Regions from separate parts of the Mus musculus genome. Here region 2 is linked to region 1. The links are chromatin contacts, called in public ChIA-PET maps. All regions are on one chromosome and are shown on one strand. The core of a region is the stretch at or near the end of the contact, and the rest is flanking DNA. Distances in the headings are between cores, read along the strand shown. Region 1 overlaps Itgam (integrin alpha M). Region 2 holds the start of Rusf1 (RUS family member 1).

Region 1 (5,483 bases), core at 918-3,417:
TTCTCAGCTGGGAGTGGGCCTTCACAAGCCCCTTCCCATCCATGCTTGATCCTACACAAGTGGCCGTAGCTATGACTTCATAAGAGAGAGAGCTATGTCATGTTCAGAAGACAGCATTTTGCACACTCTTCCCCACCCTCCAGTACCTACACTTTTTGTTCCCCCTTCTGAAAATGTTTCTTGAGCTTTATGGTTGGAGTGGGCGAATGACTAAGTGACCTCTTTAAGACTAAGTACACAACAGCATTTATTCTTAGCACCATGACCACCAGTAAGAGTTTCTCACTAACCACCACCCATGGAAAAACAAAAACAAGCTTCTGCGACCAGATTGAAAGCAGCCCAAACCTATGGCAGAGCTCAGAGGTCAGTGGTAGAGTCCCATGAGTCCCTTCCCCTTCTGTGACTGATTGCAGATAGGGCCAGTCTTGCGTGGACCCCATGAAGGCGACTGCCATTGCTGTGAGTTAGCAATTGCAACGGTTTATCCCACGCAGAGAATGGCATTTGGCAGCCTTTCAGCCTGTTCTCCAGCTCCTCCTTACATCACCTCTGGCCTACAGTCTGTCCACCTCCTCTTCTGCATGGATCCCTGAGGGGACAGTTTGGTGAAAACGCCCTATTGAGACTGACTACTCCCAAGTTCCTCACTCTCTGCATATTTATTGCCTGTAGATGTTACAGCTCTGAGGGGAAGGCTTCCCTAGTGGAAGTGTTACAGTTCTGTAGGAAAAGGTACCCTGGCAGTCATAAGAGAAGGAATACCACAAAGTCATAACACACAGCAAACCTCACACAGAGATTTTTTTGGAGAGAGACACAAGAAGGTGGCTGCCTCTGCTCCAGTGCGAAGCATTTTTCTGCACAGCAACCCCATTTGAGCAGTACCATTTGTTAAAGATGCTTTCTTTTCTCCAATTTTGGCTTCTTTGTTTAAATAAATAAATAAATAAATACATAAATAAACAAACAAACAAGGAGGCCACAGATACAGGGACTTACATCTGGTTCTTCAATTCCATTTACCAATGTGTCTGTTTTTTGTGACAATACCACATGCTGTTTTGATTACTATAAACTCTGTAGTCCAACTTGATATCAGGAATGGTGATATCCAGCAGTTCTTTTATTACTCAGGGGTGTTTTAGCTATTCTGGGGGTTTTGAATTTCTATATGAATCTGAAAATTGTCCTTTCAATTTCTGTGAAGAATTATGTTAGACTTTCGATGGGGATTGTATTGAATCTGTAGATTGCTTTCAGTAGGATGGCCATTTTCACATTACCAATCTGTGAGCATGGAAGAACCTTCCTTCTTTTGCTGTTGTTTTAATATTCTTATTATACAAGCTCTTCACTTATGTGCTGAGAGTTATCCCAGTGGAAAGCTTTAAGTGGGGCTTACTGGGCCATCCTAGTAGGATTATGGAAAACTTTGTGGCTGATTGTAATTTGAACTGTGCAGACCTGACCCAAGAGAGTTTAGTGGAGCAGAATTTCAGAATGTGGCCTAGAGACAGTTTTTGCATTATTTTGGTGAAGAATGTGGCTGTCTTTTGCCTTTGTCTGAAGAGTCTACCTGAGGCTAAGGTAAAAGGTTTTATATTAATTGCATTAACAAAGGAAGTCTCAAAAAAGCCCAGCAGAGACTTTGTTCTCAATGGTTAAGTCACATGAAGAGCATTTTAAACAAGCGTAGAAAGCTTAGAAAGGAAAAATATAAAATATATGGTATTAAAGGGGCACCAGGACCTTCCCAATCACCTTAGGGCGACATAGTAAGATTGTTTTCATCTCTTAGTACCTGGCAAGTCAACTTAGGAAGACACACCCAATCTATACACCAACCACATCTTCCTTCATCTCCCCAAGAAGTAAGCCCCTCCCTTCCTGCCACATCTGGAACATGTGGAACAAGTACCCAGCCCATGACTATCTTCTTGCATCTCAATGAACATTATGAAATTCACATTTTTCTTTTATACAAAATAAAGGTCAGCCAAGTTGGACAAGATGACTTGCATCTAAAGTTGCGACTACTTAGGGGGATGGGGCAGGAAGAAACTCAGTTTCTCCCATAAATGAAATTTCAGCATTAATAAACATGAAGTGGCAGCCACTTACTTAGCCAGACTAATGTGAAATTTGACAAGATGCTTTCAAGGGTGAGGATGTGGTTACCACATTCACAAAGGTGAGAGAGATAATACTGGGGTTCCCCTTGAGGATGGAAGCCATCTGAAACTAGCCATCAAACTTTTCCTGTAAGTGCTTGCTAGCCAGTGCTGGCAACGCATCAGCCATTCCGACAAGCTTTTACAGGGCCTGACAACCATGTGGGAATGATGCAGCACAGCTCCTTTCGCTCTGGATGATACCTGGGTGTGTATTATCACTATCTCCCAGGTGTGTATGACTCACTGTCTCCCAGGTGTGTATGATTTACTATCTCCCAGGTGTGTATGACTCACTGTCTCCCAGGTGTGAATGACTCACTGTCTCCCAGGTGTGTATGATTCACTATCTCCCAGGTGTGAATGACTCACTGTCTCCCAGGTGTGTATTATCATTGTCTCCCAGGTGTGTATTATCACTGTCTCCCAGGTGTGGATGACTCACTGTCTCCCAGGTGTGAATTATCACTGTCTCCCAGGTGTGTATGACTCACTATCTCCCAGGTGTGCATTATCACTGTCTCCCAGGTGTGTATGACTCACTATCTCCCAGGTGTGCATTATCACTGTCTCCCAGGTGTATATTATCACTGTCTCCCAGGTGTGTATGATTCACTGTCTCCCAGGTGTGTATGATTCACTGTCTCCCAGGTGTGCATGACTCACTGTCTCCCAGGTGTGTATTATCACTGTCTCCCAGGTGTGTATGATTCACTGTCTCCCAGGTGTGTATGATTCACTGTCTCCCAGGTGTGTATGACTCACTGTCTCCCAGGCGTGTATGACTCACTGTCTCCCAGGTGTGTATGACTCACTGTCTCCCAGGTGTGCATGACTCACTGTCTCCCAGGTGTTCATGACTCACTGTCTCCCAGGTGTGTATGATTCACTGTCTCCAAGGTGTTCATGACTCACTGTCTCCCAGGTGTTTATGTATCACTGTCTCCCAGGTGTGTATGATTCACTGTCTCCCAGGTGTGTATTATCACTGTCTCCCGGGTGTGTATTATCACTGTCTCCCGGGTGTGTATGACTCACTGACTCCCAGCAGTTCCAGAGGCACAGGGCATTCCTGTTGGTTGACAGCTGCCTTCTATTCCCCGGGATAACTCCCTCTACCTGTAGGTATGTTGTGGAGCCTTCTCTCACTTGCATTATTTGGTGGGTGGGGAGCCAGCGGGAGGGTGGCTGAGGATAAAGTCTAGCGCCACATACATGCTAAGCAAGTGCTAAACCACTAGGCTACATCCCCAGTCCTTGTTTATTCATTTATTCTGTTGAGAAAACTCTTCATAAGTTACTGGGGCTGGCCTTGAAGTCACTCTGAGCCCAAGCTGGTCTTGAACTTACAATCTTGCTGCCTCTGCCCCCTGAGTAGAAAGGGTTAAAAGTGTGTACCACCAAGCTCATCTTCCTATCAAATCTTTATTTGGGGCTCACTTCAAGTAGAAGGAAAACTTCTAGAAATATATCTAACAAATTACTCTTATACATATGTAAAATTTACATATACCCAATTTATTAATTCAGCATTGTACATAATAGCAAATGGCTGGAAATTATATATCCAAAGGAGACTACATTAAATGTTAAATACATTACAATCACAGGGTAATTCTCTGAGCTACTTTATAACTTATATAAATTTATTTGAGCATATTAATAAAAAGACAACATTCATAATAGTAAAAAAATGTGTTACCACTTGTTTAAAGCAGTGTGTGTATATGTGTGTGTGTGTGTGTGTGTGTATATAGGTACCTACAATCTTTGTGGAATAGATTCTAAACATATACCCTTTAATATCCCTAAGGAGAGACCCCCAACAGCTAGGAAGGGAGTCTTTCCACTTACATTTTTGGTTTGGTTTGTTTTTTCTTTGCCTTGGTTTTCACTGTCGCATGCTGAGCCCAAGGCCTTGCATATTCCAGGTGAGCACTGTGCTGTGAGCTGCATCCTCCCCACCCCCTGCCTTTTACCATTCTTGAGTATCTTTTGGTTTTTGTACTTTGACGGGTTAATCGATTCAATTATTTAAATTAATGTTAAAATAATAAATGACTAGATGGTAGGAGGCGTCTCATTTTTCACTGAACATCTCTGCTGGCTTTCCAGTTCTCTATTCCAACTTCTCTTGTATTCTCAGCACCTAAACCCTTGCAAGTCTGCAGCTCACACAAACAAGGAAATATTACTTCCTTCAGAGAGGACAGCACAGCATTTAGCTATGCTTACCCACAAGGGTCCCACAGCCTTGCCCAGAGAAGGACCCATTAGCAGCTTCCCTAACACACTAGGAAACCCAAGAGATGCCTTTCCTTCCAAGAGGATGCATTTAAGGCATTGGTCACAGGCAAGAAATGTGTGAGCCACACACAGAGCTTGCTTCCTCTTTTCTTCTCTCTCTCTCTCTCTCTCTCTCTCCCTCTCCCTCTCTCTTTCTCTCTCTCTCTTTCTCTCTCTCTCTCTCTCTCACACACACACACACACACACATTCCATTTTTGTATAAGACATCACAGCAACAACATATGTGTCCATCAGCTTCGGTGTTGGTCTGACCATCTAGACCTGCTTGTTGCTGGGGAGGTCAATGCATGGAGAAAAGGCCGTTACTGAGGTGGGGCGTCTTGGGGGGCAGCTTCATTCATCATGTCCTTGTACTGCCGCTTGAAAAAGCCAAGCTGTCAGGATAAAGACACAGAATCCATGGTTGCAGGTCAAGATCAGACGAAACAAAAAGGAGAGGGGTGGGGGAGACAGAGACACACAGAGAGACAGACAGACAAGATGACCACGCAGGACAAAGATTGACAGGGCAGAAAATAAGAGGGATCTGGGGAAGTCAGGCAGGGAGAGAAACAGCATCAATGCTGGGGTTAGGCGAACAATATAAAATAGAAGAAGAATCACTCTTTATAAGGTGGTCATTGTAAACCAGGAGTCATCCTAGTTGCTCTGCATGTATTAAGCTAATTTTCTTTGGAAAATGGGTGTTCATAGAATTGTTTTACAAAAAAAGGAATCCAGGCTCAAGAAATCGTGACCCAAGATCGTGTAGTTAGCAACAGTACTGAGTCTATCCCAATAATGGAGCGGCTGAGGAGTAGGGAGATGGGACAGAAAGAACCAAGAAGAAGCACCTTGTATAGGCCAGCAGTGATGAGAGCCAAGAGCACCAGGCCCCCAATGGAGCTGCCCACAATGAGTGGTACAGGATTGTGAACTTCATATGGCTCCACTTTGGTCTCTGTCTAGGGAAGAAAGAAGAGAAACAGGGTACAGCAGGAGAGGCACACCTCAAACTTCT
Region 2 (5,483 bases), core at 2,021-4,520, 180 kb before region 1:
GTTACAAACCCGTGTTTCATGTAAGTTTCCTGGGTAAATTCATTCACAGAAACTGGCTTGGAATTTTTCATTCTTCCAGGAAACACAAATTTTCATTAAAAGTGCCAGTTTATTTCATCCTTAGACAGACTCTGTGTGGGGTCAGATATGGTGGCTTGGGTTGGAAGAGTACTCCTCGCCACAGTTTGTGATGGAGTCAGCAGTCCTCAGGAATCAGAAGTTTACAGAACGGAGCTGTTAACTGGAATCAAATGGTGTGGGGGAAGAGTGCCAAGAGTGTGTTCAAGAATTCCAGGCTAAGGAACAACCATGTTTTATTTCTAATTTAAAGAAAAAAAAGATGCTTTTGGTAAATTCCTCCTTTAAGGTCAGTTCCCTAAACTTGATGGGAAGTGGAACGGAGCCAAAGAAAAAGGGGTGAGCTCAGAGGGAGAGAGACCCTCTAGCATGGACCCCAACTCTACAGAGCTCTCCCAGGAGAAGAAACGAGGACTTCCCCTGCTTATGCCGTCTTCTGACATAGTCCTGCAACCTCTTGATGTTCTTACCCCCAGGCATCCTTAGGGGCCTTTTAGAAATAATACCCTAATTTGGGGAGAGCCAAAGGGCAGAGAATCACTTCTCAGGGTGTGAGTGAACCAAACTGTCTACTTGTTACTTGAAAAAGCCAACCACTTGGGGACAAGTACTGGGGTGAAGGAAAGGGCTTGTTTGGAAAGCCAGAAAGCCAAGGAAACAAAGAGGCTGATGCTAATAAAAACTGGCAGGTGCTAAGAAAGGCTTTATAGAGAGGAGAGCAGAGCCACATGCAAGAAAGAGCTGATAGCCACATGCAACAAAGATCTGACAGCTAAAGACATTTTAAAAACAACCTCCTAAAGACTGGTGTTTTCTTGGTACCACTCCAGTGGCCCTATTTGGTTTAGTTACTCTTAATTTTGAAGTCTTTGGCCTTGGAAGGGAAGAGAAACAAGCAAGTTTCTTGTTCTAGACAAAAGAGTTTTTAGTGATTAATATATCTGCATGCAGAGTTGGGCTGAAATGGTCTGAAGCAAAGATTGAGGCAGCAAAGGACACAGAGACGCAGTGAAGGCAAAGACAATGCTGTTACTGCATCTTGCTCTGGCTTCCCTTCAGTGCTCCAGCCCTTGTGTTCTCTAGTAAATGAATTCAGGTGAGACACACAGAGTGTAGTGTAGAAAATAGAGATTAGCACATAATAACAAGGGATGAGGGTGACAGTGGCCAGAGAGACCACTGTGGGGAGCATGTTCTCAAGGGGTGGGAATGGGCAACGTCAGGGGCACCATTTCTGTTATGTGTTTGTAGAGGTCATTACATGGCGCTTGGCTGGATTTGTTTAGGTTCCTTCCTCAGTTCTAGCCCACTTCCACTCTTGGTAACCCTTCCTTAACCGGCTGTCTACTATCCCGTGCCTTATTTATTTATTTATTTATTTATAGAAATTTTTCCTGAAGATTTACTTATTTGTTTTATGTAAGTGCACTGTCACTGCCTGCAGACACACCAGAAGAGGGCATGGGATCCCATTACAGATGGTTGTGAGCCACCATGTGGTTGCTGGGAATTGAACTCAGGACCTCTGGAAGAGCAGTTGGTGCTCTTAACCACTGAGCCATCTTTCCAGCTCCCCCCCCGCCCCCCCGCCCTCCCCCGCCCCCAGTGCCTAATTTAAAAGGCATGATTTTCCTTCCTCTTTCCTCCTGGTAACTGCCAGGATTTCCACCTAACCTGTACTGTTAAACTAATAAACTGTCCTCAAGATTCCTGTGTTGGGCTGGTGAGATGGCTCAGTGGGTAAGAGCACCCGACTGCTCTTCCGAAGGTCCTGAGTTCAAATCCCAGCAACCACATGGTGGCTCACAACCATCCCTAACGAGATCTGACTCCCTCTTCTGGTGTGTCTGAAGACAGCTACAGTATACTTACATATAATAATAAATAAATCTAAAAAAAAAAAAGATTCCTGTGTACTCCTTTTCTAAACTATTTTATTAAAAAAAAAACCAAACTCTCTCTCTTTGTGTGTGTGTGTGTGTGTGTGTGTGTGTGTGTAGGTGCACATCCATGATGGTGTCTGCTCCCTCTTCAAGTTGGAGTTACGTGTGGTTTGAACTACCTAACATGAATGCTGGGAACCCACTGCTGATGTCTTGGAAGAACTGGGAGCATTTAGCTAGTAAGCCTCCAAATCCCCTTATTAAGGAGCCTAAGTTCCCATGGGAACCTCGGTTTCCCCAGTAACAAAGTAACAACAAATGTTGGCAAAGAGCCCCTTACAGAATGTAAACTGCTCCAGCTGCTCTGAAAATCAAAAGGAAAAAAGAACAGACCTGCCTTAGGCTTACAGCTCTACTACCTATAGCTATACACCAAAGGACGCCATGTCCTACCACGGAAATACCTGTACATGTGTGTTTACTGCTGCAGAATTCGGAACAGCTAAGAAATGGAGTCAGTCCGGATCTCTCAGGAGACACATGAGTCACAAAATGTGGAGTTACAGTGAGATTTTATTCAACCATAAAGAAAAGTGAAATAATAACATTTGCAGGAAAATGAGTTTAAAGACTGTTGCAGAAACACAGATGCCCCGTGTTTTCTCTCATATGCAAGTCCTAGATTTGGAATTTTATGTGTGTATGTGTGTGTGTGGGAGGAGGGGCTGGGGTATAAGTCATGAAATTAGAAATGGGACCCTGAGGAGGGAAGAAGGGATCTTAAAGAAATAGGAAGATAGAGATCATGTGACATAAAAGCAGCATTGGGGTGAGGAGGGCTGGGTGGAGTGGGTAAGTGGATGTCTACATAGTAGGAGTCAGGCAAGAGAACAGGGGGAGGCGGGTGGTAAATAGGAACAAAGGGAGCAAAATATGAATCAAAATGCCATAATGAAGCTCATTAAGTCACAAGCTAACTTAAAAAATTTCAAAAACTCTATTGTCCTTGGCCTCACAAACAAAAAAAAGCACTGCGACGGAGAGGGATACTCCAGTTACACAGCTAAAAGTTTGAGATCTGAGTGGAGTCTCCACCACAACTATTTCCCCAGGAAGCCATCTCTCCCTCTTCCGATTGGAGTTCAGAGTCAACGGCCCCTATATTGCTCCTAGGGTCCAAAGAACGATAGGTAGGTCAGGTGCAGTCCTGGGGTGTGCCCCAGGAAGGCAGGACACACAATAATCGGAGTTCCAAGAGAATAAAAGATTAGTGTCCTTCTGTGGCCACCGTAGCCAAACAGGAAATGTAGTTCGCCTAGCTTTTTGCCGCGTTGGACCGACTCGCTGAACTTGAGGATGGCTGACGCTGCGAGCCTACGGGCGCCGCTGTGCACGGAGCAGTTCGGCTCCGGAGCCCCGCGCGGCTGCAGCGCTGCCGCCGATGGGAGCCTGCAGTGGGACGGGGCTCGGCGCTGGGGCTGGCTCTCCCGGGCCCCGATAGCGAAACCTGGGCAGCACGCGGGTGGAGGCGGGGGACCCTGGGCAGCACTGACCGCTCTTTCGGGCCTCAGATCCGTGCTGCTGCCTCAGGGCTTCCCAGATAGCGTCAGCCCGGATTACCTGCCATACCAGCTGTGGGATTCCGTGCAGGTCCGGCTGGCCGATTGCCGTGGGGGGGGGGCGGTTTATAGCTGGGGACCCGGGGAATAGGCCCCTGCAATCTGCATGTGCACATTGGAAGGCTAGGGTGCATTGCATAGTCCTGACAGTTTTCCAGGTCCCACAGAACCAGTGAGAGCTGGTATAGCACAGTAGGCTCCGTGCTCCTGCCACCTCTCCTCATTCCACTTCTTTTCTCTCCAGGCCTTTGCTTCCAGCCTCTCCGGCTCTCTAGCCACCCAAGCAGTATTGCAGGGCTTAGGGGTAGGCAACGCAAAAGCCTCCGTTTCAGCTGCCACGTCCACCTGGCTCGTGAAAGGTGAGCTGGAACCTGGGAGCCTTACCTGTTGATCTCATCCCTGCTTCCTGTCTCTGGCCTCTTTTTCCTTTACTGCAAACCCTAGCCTTGCTGTTTTGAACTGTTCTGACCTCTAACAGTGGTTCTCGTGTGCGTGTGTGTGTTTGTGCGCGTGCGCATATACACATTTATGGTCTGCAGCCTGATTAGTACACAGAAGCTGTGAATCTTTGCCCACAGCTGGAATGCCCTCATCAGTGAATCAGCCTAAGTGGCTCACCTTGTTACCCATGCAAACTTCAGAATCCCGAAATCATCCGGGATCCTCCTTAAATTACCTTTAATCTTACTTTATGCAGGATTGCATAGACATGCAGTTTATTACGTAAAAAAAACCCGCCAGCTTCCCGGGATGGTGAAAGTTGGGTACTTCCAGTGGGCAAAGGGGCATGTGGCTGGTCCTAAATTGGTAGTTAAGGAAATGCTAAAATGCACTCTGACCCCTCTGGGGTACCTGACTGTGCTGCAGTAAGATTATAGTAACCGTGTGCTGAGAGTATACAGCCTTCTGAAAAAAGTCACTAAGAAAATCAAAGATAATCTAGTATTATGCCTGCCACCTGGTGAGGGAAGCAGACCAAAGGGAACTCAACACTTGTTTCACGTTTAGGAGGGTCCTTGGCTCAGTCTTCTGGCCTCTGTCTTTCCCTGTTATCCCCAGTGGTATTTAAATGAACCTTAGGGGCGGGGCAAGGACATCCTGTTCTATCCTAGACCTCACCACATCTTGGGTAAGCCTCCCTGGACTCTAGGTCAGGAGGCTTCTGTTTATGCTCATCTGTTAGAACCCAGCACATTGTAACTAAGTATCACCCCTTGAAAGGGCATGTCAGAGCAGAGGTGACCGAGGGCTTCTTGGCCACAGTGTCTCATCTTTTAAGGATGCCAACCTCCACCACTACCACCACCACCGCCACCACAACACATAGATGCTGACAGTGTTTATTATATGCCATTCTTTGTGTTGCTGATTAGACCTCTTGGTGGCTGTGTGACAGGTAGTGTTGTTATCCCCACACTATAGCTGGGGAAACAGAGGTACCCACGGTTACACACCTGCTGAGTTATAGGGCCTGGATCTGAGCCTAGGAGAGTTAGTCCTTTTCACGGCATCACACTGTGTTTAATGAGATCTTTTCCATTGCTCTCCTTTAGCCAATTCAAAACTGGGTCAGTAATTGGGTTTCTTAAGTGTCATTTCTAAACATCCCATTCTTATCACCAGCATGATGCTAATCTGTCTAACAGGTTTTTAAGAAAAGCTGAGGCCACTTCAAGATATGAAAGTACCCGCACTCGAGAACCTGTTACCAGTGTTAAAAGACGCCCTCTTAATTAGAAAGGATTTTACAAGCTTGTTTCCCTCAAGAGTGAGATGTTTATAAGCAGAGCACCATATGAGAAGTTCCCTTGGGATTTTTGTTGTTTGTTTTCTTTTTGACACAGGATCTTCTGTAGCCCAGGCTAGCCCAGATCCCCAGGTATCACTGGATATAACCCCATGT

The links. ChIA-PET counts read pairs in DNA pulled down with a chosen protein or histone mark.
Region 2: a contact with region 1 is called in an RNA polymerase II ChIA-PET map of memory CD8 T cells, with 11 read pairs. The contact joins the promoter of Rusf1 here to the enhancer-like site in region 1. A contact is called at or near these places in 4 of 39 promoter capture datasets (the 3T3-L1 cell line, embryonic stem cells, hippocampal neurons and 1 more), 2 of 115 datasets of contacts at active chromatin or transcription factors (the SCID.adh cell line and memory CD8 T cells) and 2 of 9 other capture datasets (liver and pancreatic islet).

What each region holds. Positions count from the first base shown.
Region 1 is chr7:128,116,680-128,122,162 of GRCm38.p6, reverse strand. Itgam (integrin alpha M) reads right to left here. Exons shown (of 30, transcript NM_001082960.1): 29 at 5,317-5,427; 30 at 3,672-4,857. The coding sequence ends at 4,786. Among named protein-coding and RNA genes, the nearest start is that of Itgax, 10 kb to the left of the region's middle. Within about 2 kb of position 2,167, at least 31 of the 459 cell types and tissues checked have an H3K27ac peak or open chromatin away from gene starts, as enhancers often do. A contact at or near this core is called in memory CD8 T cells, where this site is marked.
Region 2 is chr7:128,295,918-128,301,400 of GRCm38.p6, reverse strand. It overlaps Rusf1 (RUS family member 1), which reads left to right and starts at 3,270. Exons shown (of 13, transcript NM_145590.2): 1 at 3,270-3,611; 2 at 3,825-3,939. The coding sequence starts at 3,318.